Regions from separate parts of the Mus musculus genome. Here region 2 is linked to region 1. The links are chromatin contacts, called in public HiChIP or PLAC-seq maps. All regions are on one chromosome and are shown on one strand. The core of a region is the stretch at or near the end of the contact, and the rest is flanking DNA. Distances in the headings are between cores, read along the strand shown.

Evidence for each region. HiChIP or PLAC-seq counts read pairs in DNA pulled down with a chosen protein or histone mark.
Region 2: a contact with region 1 is called in an HNF4G HiChIP or PLAC-seq map of pancreatic cancer cells. The contact joins the enhancer-like site here to the promoter of Dlx3 in region 1. A contact is called at or near these places in 6 of 39 promoter capture datasets (3T3-L1-derived adipocytes, the HPC-7 cell line, HPC-7-derived erythroid cells and 3 more), 1 of 15 datasets of contacts at CTCF or cohesin (CD8 T cells), 38 of 484 Hi-C or Micro-C datasets (the AML12 cell line, the C2C12 cell line, the HL-1 cell line and 16 more), 10 of 115 datasets of contacts at active chromatin or transcription factors (a colorectal cancer cell line, craniofacial prominence, double positive thymocytes and 2 more) and 2 of 9 other capture datasets (adipose tissue and pancreatic islet).

Annotation. Positions count from the first base shown.
Region 1 is chr11:95,115,521-95,121,971 of GRCm38.p6, reverse strand. It overlaps Dlx3 (distal-less homeobox 3), which reads right to left and starts at 1,855. Exons shown (of 3, transcript NM_010055.4): 1 at 1,326-1,855; 2 at 74-264. The coding sequence starts at 1,650.
Region 2 is chr11:95,164,312-95,171,387 of GRCm38.p6, reverse strand. No RefSeq gene overlaps it. Among named protein-coding and RNA genes, the nearest start is that of Dlx4, 22 kb to the right of the region's middle. Within about 2 kb of position 5,352, at least 14 of the 459 cell types and tissues checked have an H3K27ac peak or open chromatin away from gene starts, as enhancers often do. A contact at or near this core is called in the C2C12 cell line, the HL-1 cell line, a colorectal cancer cell line and 2 more, where this site is marked.

The DNA.
Region 1 (6,451 bases), core at 606-3,105:
TGGGCCAGCCAGGCTCAGGGGTACCTAGGGAATCCCAGATCCCTCCTGAGACCCTGGAGCGTTCAGTACCAACCTGTGTTTGTGTGAGGCCCAGCTGTGCAGCTAGCTCGGCGCGCTCAGGCAAGGCCAGATACTGGGCTTTCTGGAAACGGCGCTGCAGGGCAGCCAGCTGATAGCTGGAGTAGATCGTTCGCGGCTTTCGGACCTTTTTGGGCTTGCCGTTCACCATGCGAACCTCGGCTTCCGGCTCCTCTTTCACCGACACTGTAGGGGAAAAACACCAGTTTAGTCTCAGCCTGCGACCACCGCGTTCTCCAAGATTTCCCACCGTCGGACGCCGCACCCTCCGGCCCACTGATCTCCCCGGGACTTCTTGGAGGAGCGTAGTGCCGCCCGCGCCCGGGGAGGAACCGCAGCGACCCAGCCGGACCGGCGGCCGCCCACGACGCGGCGCTCCCAGCTCGGCACCCGGGGCCTCGGAGCGCCGACTCCGGCGCCAGCAACCGACTGGGCGAGGACCGCGCGGCTCGCTCACGACGCCTTCCCGGCTCAGCCACTCTTCTCTGGTGACCCACCTAGCCGCGGTGGCGTCTCCCACTTCTTGTCCCCCCTCCTCCCCATCTCCTTTTAATACGCTTTCTAGTTCAGGATCATTTGTTTCAGGAAAAAATTTGCAAGGACAGTACAAGCGTTTTCTCTGTCTCTTTTCCCTTTCTCTCTGTTTTCTTTTTCTTCCTTCCCTCTTCTTTCCTCCTTTTTCTTTCTTTCCTCCCCGCCCTTTCTTCATTTCCTCTGTTGCTTTCTGCTGTGCGCTTTATCTTACCGCCCCCCCCACATTTCTTTCTCGCCGTCCCCACTTCTCTCTCCGCATCTCTACTTCCCAGTCTCTCCTCCATTTCTGGGACTTCTTTGGGTCTTTCTCCACAAGCCTTTCACTACTCCGGGTTTCCCCTGACGGCATCCAAAAGAAGGGCCCTGGAACCTCCAGTCCTCGCTGACTCCCCTCCAGCTCTCGGCGACCGTCTTTCGTCTCCGGCTCAAGTGCCAGCGGGATGGCAGCATTGAAGGCCCCCATGATCACTCAGAAGGAGCTCCCGGTGGCTCCAGCTGCCCTGGAATCTCCAAGAGACCGCGGCGCACAGTGCGCGCCTCTTCGGAGTGTCGTTCACCCCTCTGGAGGTCATCTAACCCGGTCTCCTCTAATCTCCAACGCTTCCATTTCTTAACCTCGAGTTTCCCTAGATTTCAGCTCCTATTCCCAGACTTCCTCTTGCTTGGGAACCTTAGAGTCCCTCGCACCCTCTCCACAACCCGGGCATCCTCACCTGGGTCCTGGGCAGGCAAAGGCTGCTCCCGGTACGCTCCGTACTGCCTATAGGATCCCCCGTAGGTATATTCCGACTTGGGCGAGTAAGCGCCGGTGCCTGCGAGCCCATTGAGATTGAACTGGTGGTGGTAGGTGTAGGGGTTCACCGTCTGGCCGTAGGGCTGGCCCGAGTAGTAGTCATGCTGAGGAGCGCTGTAATAGCCCAGGTCAGTGACTGTAGATTCGGGCAGGGTGGGCGAGTCCTTGGAGCCCGCATGGCAGCTGAGCGAGCTGGAGATGTCGGTGAGGATGCTGCTGAGCTTGCGATCGAAGGAGCCGCTCATGCTGGCGAGCGCCGCAACACCCCGGGCCTCCTCCGAGGAGCGCCGAACGGGCGGAGGAGCCCAGGTGGGGGTGTGTGTCCAGAGGGCGAGGGCAGGACGCGGTCGCGTCTGGGGGAGGGGGTGGCCGAGGGGCGCTTAGACCATCGCCGGCTGTCGGTCAGTCGCTGCGTGCCTCTCTCCGCGTCCCAAGCCACAGTCAAATGCTGCCAGCTCCGCCCGGCCAGCCGGTTATAGACTCAATGTTGGAGTCGCCGAGGGAGGCTCCTGCGCGCTGATTGGCTGCAAGTCTTGCCTTCGAGGCAAAACACGCTCGCGCTTTCTCACTGGCTCCCCCAACCCTCTCAACCCTCTTTGTTGTTACCCCTAATACACACACACACACACACACACACACACACACACACACACACACTCCCCCCAGCGCCACTGTGTTCCTCCTATGCTCTACCTCCGATAAATCCCCCAAATGTGCGGAGGGGTTGGCTGTGCGGAGCCCCCAGGATCTACTAATCGGTCTGTTTTAGTGGCCAGGGGTGGGCTTAGGTGAGATGAGGAAGGAGGGGAATTTACCCATTGGGTGTTTGTGGAAGGAGGTGGTCCTTAATGATGTATGTGTGGTCTATGCAAATGACAGACAGAAAGTGGCAAAGACCCAGGGTCCATGAAAATATTTTGATCACTTTTAAAATTGGAAAAAAAGGTTGGACTATATAAATATATTATATTTTTGTTTTGTTTTGTTTTGTTTTTTGTTGTTTTTTTTCGAGACAGGGTTTCTCCGTATGGCCCTGGCTTAATATGTTATCTTAATGACACTGCAGATGTGAAATATAAAATTTTAAATTCTGAAGGAAGAGTCTCACCAAGCAAGAACACCTTGGGCCTGCAAGTCCCTACTGGAGCAAGGCTGTATGGATTTAGGGGCTGCTTTAGAAGACAGAGGTACCCCCAGCTATATGTGTGCCCTTTCATGAATGGAAGAGCCACGAGGCAGTCAGTCCCTATGAGGCTGGCTTTCTGTGTTCTTCAGGAAGTCTGGAGGCAGGGTCCACTCAGTCTGGGACAGCTCTTAGGAGCACAGACTTTGTTAGGGGTGAAAGATCTATGTTACATCTTCCGCAAAATACACAAAATACAGTGTGTGCAAGAGTGCCCGTGAGAACCTGTGTGCATGAGAGTGTGTCTCTGTATGTAGTGTGAGGCAGTGGAAGTGTAGGGTCCTGAATGACCGACCTGTGAGCTGGGTATGCCCAAATGTGCATAGATACATGCTCAGATCCATCTATCTCCAATAGACAGGAGCCATGTACTTCACTCAATTTCTTCTGTCCATGGAGGCCCCAATGAAGATGTTTCTCACCTTGGAGCAATCTCCAACCCCCCTAGTCTTGTCTGGCTCTCAAAGTCCAGTTCCCGGGTAATATTTACTGTTCTGGGTGCCAATCTCATTTCTCTATTGCATCTCCACTTCTGCTCCCAAACCTATCCTTGGAGGAAGGAGGCTTCTCCCAATTTTAATTCTTATTTCCCCCTCCATCCCCAGGCCTTCCCTACACACCTCGAACCTTCTATTTCCCCTGCCTTTGCCTAGCCAGGACACAGTGCCAGCGCACCACCTCGTGGTTTTCCGGAGTTCTGCAACTTGCCTTAAGGCTGCATTAAGGAGGAGGTAAGCAGGCAGACAGGAAAGGGGTCTCATTCTGCTTAGATTGTTTAGGGGCCGCAGTCAAATGTTTCGATGTTAAACTCAGACACAGGATGCTGAACCTGGAAAAACGTAGAGTTGGCTGGGCAGAGGACCTAGGTCGGGGAGCAGTGACAGGAGTAGGTGACCGCCTGGCCTGGGCCGCCCCAGGAGGCCGCCGCGTGGGAAAGGTGGGGGCGGGGGCGGGAGAGGGGAACGCTATCTGTCTGTCTATCTGAGCGTCCCCCCAGCTCCTATCGCCCGCCGCTGCGAGCTCGTGGCGGGACGAGTTGCCACCCGCTCTGGATGCCCTCTGTTCTTCTGCCAAGAGGGCGCCCAAGGAGCCCGGGGCGTTGGGGGCAGGAAGGGCATTGGGCTGCCGGTTCCCCTCCCAGGATGCAAGCGGGGGCGGCGGGGAGGGCCTGTTTTGGAGCCCCCAGCTGCCCACAGGGAAGGGACAGCGTCGGGCAAACCCTGTCTCGGGAGTTCGTTCATTCATTCATTTGGAGTAGCAGGTGATTCGGAGACGCCCCAGTCTCTCCTCACCCTACCTGGGCCTGGCTGGGTTGAGCACAGGAGCCTTGGGGTAATAGTGAGTTATTTTAGGGTAATTTCCAAGGTCTGTTGTGCTCTAGAAGCGGACTGAAATCACAACAGTAACGTAAAGAAACATTTAAGGCCGGGCATGGCAGCGTATGCCTTTAACACTAGTACTCGGGAGGCAAAGGGAAGTGGATGTCTGTGTGTTCGAGGCCAACCTGGTCTACAGAGCTAGTTCTAGGATAGCTAAGGTTACACAAAGAAACCCTGTCTCGGAGAAGGGGGTGGGGGAAGAATTATTTAAAAATTGTTTGTGTGACTAACACTTTGTTGCACAGTGTGCTGGAGACTGCCTACCCCATTCACCATAATCCTTCAGATACCTAAGATAGTCTTTGGGAAATGTTTGTTGAGTGACTAAATAAGAGGACCTGAATTCCCTTGACCCAGAGGCCAGGCTGAGGCTGAGGCACAGTTGATGGAAGGCCTGAAGCAGGCACAGGACTCATTCTCAATGGAAATGAGTTCAGAGTTGTTCCTGAAGGGTCCCTACGACCAGCAGGAAGCTCCCTTCCACCAACAGCTGGGTGAGAGCTGGGTGGAGAGGCAGCCAGAAGATGCAGCAGGACTGGTGTCACCCACTGGACCTCATCTGGTCCAGCAAGATGAGCAAGTGTCAGCTAGCCAGAGTCCTGCTCCTGAAGGAGGGGTGAAGCAAGGCAGCTGGTGACCTCTAGGAGGCTGGCAAGAGTGAAGGACGCTGGTTGGTGTCCAGGTCAAGGTCTGTTGCACGGAGAAGAGGTGCCTGCTGATGGCCCTGGTCCTTGGAGACAAGGTGTCAGGCCGAGTGGGCACTGTTCATAAGGAACCAGCAGAGGGATGACGCTCAGGAAAAGAATGGAACCAGGAGTGTAGGCAGGCTTGCTTTCTTCCTTGCCTGGGGAACTGGCGCCATCTAGTGGCCATAAGAAGGTCATGTCTGACTCTCCGGAAGGCTGGAAATCAGCCTCTTGTAGCAAACAGTTTAATGGTCCCCATAACTCTTTGGTTTCCAGCTCCTTCTCTGTTCTCCCATCTATGTTTGGTCAGTGACTTCTCTTTTTGGTTTTTCTGCTTTCAAGTTAAAAGAGCAGTTTACACATATCTTTCCAGAGTCTCATTCAGGCACAGTGTTGGTAGAGCCTCTGTGGTGTGTCCATGTCTTGGGTGCTGATGAGCTGATCTTCAAGACAGCCATAATGTCCTCTTCATGGGGCCCAACTTCCATCATGGGACGTGGGCACTCTGAGGACTGGTTTCACTATGGTGTGGTGGGTGATGGGGTGGGGGTTGTATGTGCTGCCATGGTAGAGGCCAGACCTTTCATAGGCCAGAGGGCATCTGAAGCAAGACCTGCAGGAAGTGTGGCGTTTGGTCTATAAAAACAGGGCTGTTGGGTGGGTAGGGGAGTCAGGGGGAGTGTATGGGGGACTTTTGGGATAGCATTGGAAATGTAAATGAGGAAAATACCTAATTAAAAAAAACCAGGGCTGTTGGCAAAGAGTGGTTCTTGGTTGCTGGAAAAGGCTGTGCAAAGTCTTGTGGAGCTGCCTAGAGCTTAGTATGGGGGTGTCAGTGGTAGGGAGGCCCTAAAAGTGAGGCAAGGGGCTCAGAAATCAGTCCTGGAAGTGGAATAGCAGGACCATGAACTGTACTCATAGGCTGCAGAGAACCATTAAAGTTTTAATGCACACCTTTAATCCCAGCACTTGGGAGACAGAGGCAGGCAGATTTCTGAGTTCAAGACCAGCCTGGACTACATAGTGAGTTCGAGGCCAGCCAGAGCTACACAGAGAAACCCTATCTCAAAAAAATAAATAAATAAAAATAAAGAAAGAAAGAAAGAAGGAAGGAAGGAAAGAAGGAAAGAAAGAAGGAAGGAAGGAAGGAAGGAAAGAAAGAAAGAAAGAAAGAAAGAAAAGAAAAGAAAAGAAAAGAAAAGAAAAGAAAAGAAAAGAAAAGAAAAGAAAAGAAAAGAAAAGAAAAAAGTTTTAACCGGGTTGGAGAGATAATTTAGTGGTTAAGAGCACTGACTGCTCTTCCCGGGGTCCTGATTTCAATTCCCAGCAACCACATGGTGATTCACAACCATCTGTAATGGGATCCGATGCCCTCTTCTGGTGTGTCTGAAGACAGGTACATTAGTGTACTCATATACATAAAATAAATAAATAATTCTTTTTTTTTTAAAGTTTTAATCATGAAAGAACAGGGTGGGATTTTCATTCTAGAAGCACCCCTGGCTGTTCTGTGAACAAACAATTGCCAAGACTGAAGGCTAGAGACCTCGGCACTGGTTCAAGCCAGAAGAAAGTGTGGTCTGGGCTAAAAGGCAGTGGGGCAGAAAGAATGAAAGATGGCGGCTGCCGGGTCACGGGGTTTGGAGATGCACGGTGTGAATGGTGGGGAGAGAGGAACGGGGAAATGGTCTACAGTCTTCTGATGTGGACAGATGAGGGGAAGGTGGACACATTCTATGAACACACAAACCCCAGAAAGAGGGGCTGCATGGCTGGGAAGAGGATGCAGCCAGTTTGC
Region 2 (7,076 bases), core at 4,103-6,602, 46 kb before region 1:
TCCCATGATAGAAGAATAGATACAGAAAATGTGGTTCCTTTTCACAATGGGATACTAGTCGGCTATTAAGAATGAGGACATCAAGAGTTTTGCAGGCAAATGAATGGAACTAGAAAATACCATCCTGAGTGAGGTAACTCAGAACCAAAGGGACACACATGGTTATATACTCATTGATAAGTGCATATTAGCCAAAAAGTACTAAATACCTACGATACAATCCACAGAACTCAAGAAGGTTAACAAGCCAAAGGGTCCAAGTGAGGATGCTTCAATCCTACTTGGGAGGGAAAAAATAATCACAGGAGGCAGAGAGAGGGAGGCACCTGGGTGGTTGTGGGGAGGGGAAGGAGAACATGATCAGATATGGGGGAAAGACGGGAGAGAAGCCCTGAGGGCCAGCAGAAATAGAAATATGTAACCTCGTGGGCGGGGGGGAGGCAGGGGGACCCTCTAGAAAGTACCAGAGACGTGAGAGGTAAGAGACTCTCAGGACTCAAAAGGAGGGACCTTAGATGGGGAAAGTCCACCTCCAGTAGAAAGACAGGGCATCAAGTGGAGGAATGGGGTTTCCATCCCACAGTCAAAAACTCTGACCCAGAATTGTTCCTGTCTAAAAGAACTGCATTGACAAAAATGGAGAAGAGACTGAGGGAAAGGAGGTCCAGTGATGGCCCAACTTGGGATCCATCTTAAGCTGAGTCTCCAAAGCCTGACACTGTTACTGATGCTATGGTGTGCTTACAAACAGGAGCCTAGCATGGCGGTCCTCCGAGAGGCCTAACAAGCAGCTGACTGAGACAGACCCAGATACTTATACCCAACCATTGGACTAAAGTCAGGGACCCTTGTAGTTGAATTAGGGAAAGACTGGAAGAAGCTGAGGAGGAGGGCAACCCCATAGGAAGACCCGCAGTCTCAACCCACCCTGACCCCTGAGATCTCTCAAACACTGAGCCACCAACCAGGCAACATACAGGAGTTGGTCTGAGGCCCCAGACTCATATACAGCAGAGGACTGCCAGATCAAACAGCAATCTTAATAATCAAACATTCTCACGTCACAACCCAAAGAGATAGCAACTTGATAATCACATCCTGAAGGATGATGCTAAGAAAGTATTTTATAGTTTTGTTTTTGTTGTTTGGTAGTCCAGCCATCTTGTTGCCGTAAGAGCAGAAAACAGTATGAGCCGTCAAAAGACTTCATCCCCCACTCTGTTCTAAACATACAGTGTGTAGACCAGGCAGTGTTTGCTGACATTCCGTGCTGTGGTGGTGGCTTACTGTGCTAAATCCTAAATGTGTGTTCAAAACCAAGGCTGCGGTGAAGCTGTGCAGTACAACACAGGCCACTCCAGCCAGAAATGCCTCGGCTCAAGAATCTGAATGAACTTTTGGTCATTGCGTGTTCAGAAACTTCTTACTGTTACCAGTTTTTTTTTTTGTTTTGTTTTTTTTTTTTTTGGTTTTTCGAGACAGGGTTTCTCAGTATAACCCTGGCTGTCCTGGAACTCACTTTGTAGACCAGGCTGGCCTTGAACTCAGAGATCCGCCTGCCTCTGCCTCCCAAGTGCTGGGATTAAAGGCGTGCGCCACCACGCCCCTGTTACCAGTTTTTTGTTTTGTTTTGTTTTTTTGTAGCACCCCTCCACCGAATGCAGAATTAGTTGTGTGTGCCAGCACTTGGGAGACCGAGGCAGGAGGATCTCTGTGAGTTCTATTCACCTACAGGTGTGAAATCCTGTGAATCAGTTTCTGTGCCAGGTACTGGGGCACAGAAATGCTCAGTGCAGTCTGGTCCCTGCCAACAGGAGTTGCTCTTCTACAGGAGGGAGAAAGGATGTCACCAAAAGAAGCCAGATATGCAGAGGTGGACCCATACGTGGACAAACACCATACATTGGGGGTGGGGTGGGGTGCAGAGACTAGGGGTGGAAATGATGTCAATAGAGGCTTTGCGGCCATTTGGGGGTCTGCAGAAGGGCAGAGAAAGGGCTTCTGGTTGTTCCGTGGGCTATGCCCACTTCTTGGAGGGAGATGGGAGTGAGACAGGAGACTGGAGCAGCCAAGACTAAAGCCAGCGGTTCCCAACTACGGTAGCAAAGATCTGGCACAGTGGGCCTCCTTAAAACATCTCTGAGGCCCACCTATGTTCCACCCATAGTCTCAGTACCCAATCTCAACTTCACCCCACTTTTGAGCATCAGGGCTAGATAGCACCCGGTTCCTTACCTCTGCAGTGGGACACTAGTACAGGAAATGAGGTGACTCTGGACTCTATGTGGGAATGCAGCTGAGAAGCACGGACCCTGTGGGAGTCGGCCATGCCAGGTGTGTGTGGGCACATGCACGCAGAAGGTAAGATTGGGGTCCAATGGTAAGAGAGGCTTTGTGAAGGAATTTTGCTCCTGTAGACCTGTCCAGTGAGAGAATGGGACAACTGTATGGCTGACTAAGGCTCTGATTTTCACAGGTTAGGGACACCTGTGTAGGAGGACACCATGAGCCAGCCTCCTTTCTTTCTCTGAGGGTGTTGGATCCTCTGGAACTGGAGTTACAGACAAGTGTAGGTGTTGGGAACTGAACCTGTGTCCTCTGTGAGAATAACCAGTGCTCTTACCCACTGAGCCATCTCTCCAGTCCACAGACCCCTTTCTTATACAGCCATCTGTATTGTATTGCACTGTACATACATTTTTGAGACAAGTACAAACATTTTGAGACAAGGTATCCCGAAGGCTAGCCTTAAATGTACTATATAGTTGAGGGTGACTTTGAACCCCCAATCTTCCTGCTTTTACCTCTTAAATGGTGAGTGTACGCATACACTACTGTCTAGTGTATGCAGTGCTGGAAATCAGAACTCGTGCTGTGCGTGCCAGGCAGGCACTCTACCAAACCAAGCTACATCCCAGACCAAGTAGTACATATTATTGTAAAGAAGCCAATCTCCATGAACCTTGTCCAGGGTCCTACTACTGTCCAGGCAGAACCAGACCCCAGTACCCAGTGTTCTCACCCAGGGTTTACCCCTTCGTCACAGGTGGGAGCCAGTCGCCGCAGCATAGTTAGAAGTCTGATAGGATATTGCTGACTCTAAGACTGGGTACTTCCATCCAGGCACTCGTACACCTTTGGGATTCTCCATGAGTGTCCATCTGCTCCAGTTCTCAGCCTCCGTCGCTGATGTCCTCCTTGTCCTCCTCCTACCATCTGCAGGCTCAGCTGTCAATCAAAACCTGTACCACCGTGTTCCTACAGCTCTTGCCTTGAGGCCCAGGAACAACTAACTCCTTGGGCACCATCCATGTTTCTCCAGCTAGGTGCTGCAGTTATTGTCCTGGTGCAGGAGGGCGAGGGGGCGGCCTGTGGGCGTCATGACGCCGGGCTGTCTGCCCCACTCCTCCCCTTGTTATTACCTCTCCTCCAGGCTCCCATTAGCCAGCCTGCCCCAGAGGCCTGCTAGCCCTGCTCTCCTCCTGGGCTTCTCGGCACCTTTGTTCCTTAATTATCACTGGGGAGCCCTGCTCACCTGCCTGCCACTTTCTAAGAAGCTGTCTGGCTCCCCTTTGCCGCCCTGCACCCTAGGACCTAAGCCCCTACACTCCTGGGGTTGGGGCTGAGTCTAGCAGTGGCTTGCCCAAGGCTCCAGCAAGCTACAGAAGCCAGGGCTTGGCCTAGCCCCAGTCCCTCGTATAGATCTTCTCTTGTAGTCCCTTCACCACCTCCTTCTCCTCCTCTGAGAAGTCTACCCTGATTAACCTGTTTTAGCTCTATGTTGACAGGGACAGGGCTACCAGGATTGGACCGCCTAGTGAAGGCGCAATAGTCAGAGAGTAGAATTAACCTGTGCTTGAATGCCTCTTTGAATGGGCAACTCACTCCCTACTAAGACAGTGTTACCCTGAGATGGATGGAGCAGTTAAAAACAAAACAAAACAAACAACAACAAAAACAAACTAACAACAACAAAACATGGTCTCTTCATCTAGTGTGTGTATTCCTTCCCAGCACCCTCTAATTTTCATGGCCTTTCTAGAGCCCACCTTGCTCCATTCCTGAGTCTACACTCTGTCCCATCCATTCTGCTGATGCCCACTGTAGACAGGCAAGCTCCCTGGCTCTATCCACAGGCACTAGGTACCCCTGCCCCACACAGGGAAGCATCCTTGCACTGGCTGCCAAGCTCGAGCCCCTGGCTTTCTTCTGGTCCAGGCTTCTGTTACTGTTCTCTAGCAAGAAGGGCAAGGGAGGAGGTGAGGGGTGAGATGCCTCAGGCCAAACAAGCTCCAACAGTCTACACTCCACTGCGGGGGAGGGCTCTGGCTGCAGACAAGGCCTAGGATGGAGATGGGGGGGGGGGGCTGGGAAGTCAGTGAGAGCCCAAAAATCTCCTTCCAGCATACTGAACCTGGCGCTTGCTACCTGATGTGGTGCAATAAGGATGGATTTGAGGGCTCCAGATAGAGGGACAGGAGCTGAGCTGACACATCCACCCGCATGGGGTCCGTGCTCCAGGTCTCTTGGGTGCTGTGCTCCCCTTCGGGGACCGGGGGAGGCTAAAGATGATTCCCAGAGCTTACCACTGTTTCTACATTGAACCAAGGAGGAACCGGCCAAGCAGAAGGTCCAGTGTTCACAAAGGCTCTCAGAGCCTGGGCCTTTGGACACTGGCTCATTCCATGGCTCCTGCCCCTCCCATCCCTCCTCCACCCACCTTACTTTGCTTTCAAACCCTGAGACAGTAGCATAAGATGGGCTTTCACTTTGTAGCCCAGGCTAGTCTCAAATAGTGAGAGCTGCTTGGACTTCTTGCTGGTGTGCACCCATGGTACCTGGCTCCCCACCAGTTTTGGTCCATATGAAGGGTCTCCCCTCACTTTTTTGTTTGTTTGTTTTATAGTACTGGGTATACACCTAGGGCTTGTGCAAGCCAGGTGGATCGTCTACCACTTAGACATACTCCCCCAACACAGAGGCTGCCTTTTCAAATGTGTCTGTGTGTTCTTTAAACATGTCTTAGCTTCTCCTCAGACTGTGGTTCTGTGAGGATAGAGTAAGGCCCTCTGTGCTTGGACTGCGGCTCTTGGGGGTAGGGTCATGTTTCTTCCCAGAGAGCAAAGTGGCATCTTCCCTCAGACTTGGGCCCAGGAAGTGTGATGACAGGGGCTCCGCCCCCGGACTTGGCTCTGGACAACTGATGTCCCAGGAGTGCCTGAGGGATGCCACAGGGTGCCTGGCACACGCTGAAGGATGCACTGGACAAACAGCAGCTGGGGTGGAGGACTGGAGTCAGAAGGCCACCTCCAGCCACCAGACTGTGACCTCAGCAGGCCTGCCTGTGCTGCTCTCCGGATCTGACTCAGTCCCTTCCCTGGGCCTGCTGCTGGGCGGCCTTGCCCAAAGTCAGCCCCAGGAGGCCATTAGGTTTCAGGAGCTCCACCCTGACAGAGACCATCTCCAGCCCTGCTTGCCCACTAGAGGTCTCAACAGGATGTGGGGAAACCAGGGGGCAAAGGTCACTGGCTGGCCACTTGCTCTATCACCTTTGACCTTTTCCTCTCCAAATGGAAGATTTGTCTACATGAAGATTTCAGCCTGGGGTAGATGTGGCACCCTCCTCTTATTCAGGCACTGTCCTCACAGAGTCCCAGTTATAACAGGCACCCCACAGCAGGCTGGTGCAGAGGGATCCCCATGAGGCAAAGGAGGTAGTTTCTCCATGATGGCAATTTCCGAAGTTACCCCAGAATCTTCCTTGTTAGATAAAAATGAAGCCAACTCTTCTAGAAGTTACCCCAGAATCTTCCTCGTTAGATAAAAATGAAGCCAACTCTTCTAGAATGTTCTAGAGCCTGAGTCTGGATGCCTGGAGGATTCTAATGTGGGAGACATTAAACTCCTAGTAGGGAAAAGGTGAGAGTTGGCTTCAGTTGGCCTTAGCACTCGTGACTTACTTAGCCAAAAGGCTCTAACTTGGTATGCCTTGGGAGGGGGGTCTGCCTTGTTAACTCCCCCAACATACATTCAGTACCCCCTCCCCTCCCCCACACATTCAGTAGTCAGACTCCTGCGTCACCAGGCATGGAAGCTTTGTCCCCTGCCCTTTCTGGGCCCCATCTATCTCTGGAGGTCCCTCATCTCCTCACTTGTCCCCCTCCAGTCTGAGCCAGCTTCCCTTCTAATTTTGTTACTGGGTTTACCTGTTTATGTGAGGAGGGCGAGGGCACAGGTGTGCCTCCACATGTGCGTGGGGGTCAAAGGACAGTTTGCAAGAGTCTTCTACCATGAAGCTTTCAAGGATCAAACTCCGATCATCAGGCTCGGTGGCACTCACCCTTACCCCCGGAGTCAGCTTATTGGACTCCCAGCTTGGGGTCCCTCACATACCCCAGGCCGGTCTTCAGCCCAAGACCTTTGCATTGGCCACGCCCTCCAAGTAGGATGCCCTGTCCACACTTTCCCTTATCTATTGCTTTTAGATTTATTTACTTATTTATTTTAAGTAGGTGAGTACACCATAGCTGTCTTTAGACACACTAGAAGAGGGCATCAGATCTCATTACAAATGGTTGTGAGCCCCCATGTGGTTGCTGAGAATTGAACTCAGGACCTCTGGAAGAGCAGCCAGTGTTCTTAACTTCTGAGCCATCTCTCCACCCCCACTTTTCCTTATTTTTGCCACTCCAAAGTCAGGAGATTTCCCAAGACTTTGACCCATGATTCATTTGAGGCTGTGTCTCTGGGTCTCTAGGGCTCTCGTCTGTGCGTGTGTGTCTGTGTGTGGTGTGTGTGTGTGAGTGTGTGAGAGTATGTGAGTGGTGTGTGTGTGTGTATGTGTGTGTGTGAGAGAGAGTATGAGTGTGGTGTGTGTGTGTGTGCTCGAGTGTGTGTGGTGTGTGTGTGCGTGTGTGTGCGTGCGTGTGTGTGCGTGGTGTGTGTGTGTGTGCATGTGTGTGCGCGCATGTGTGTGTGTGGTGTGTGTGTGTGTGTGTGCGTGTATGTGTGTGCGTGTGTGCGCGTGTGTGTGCGTGTGTGCGCGTGCATGTGTGTGTATGGTGTGGGTGTGTGTG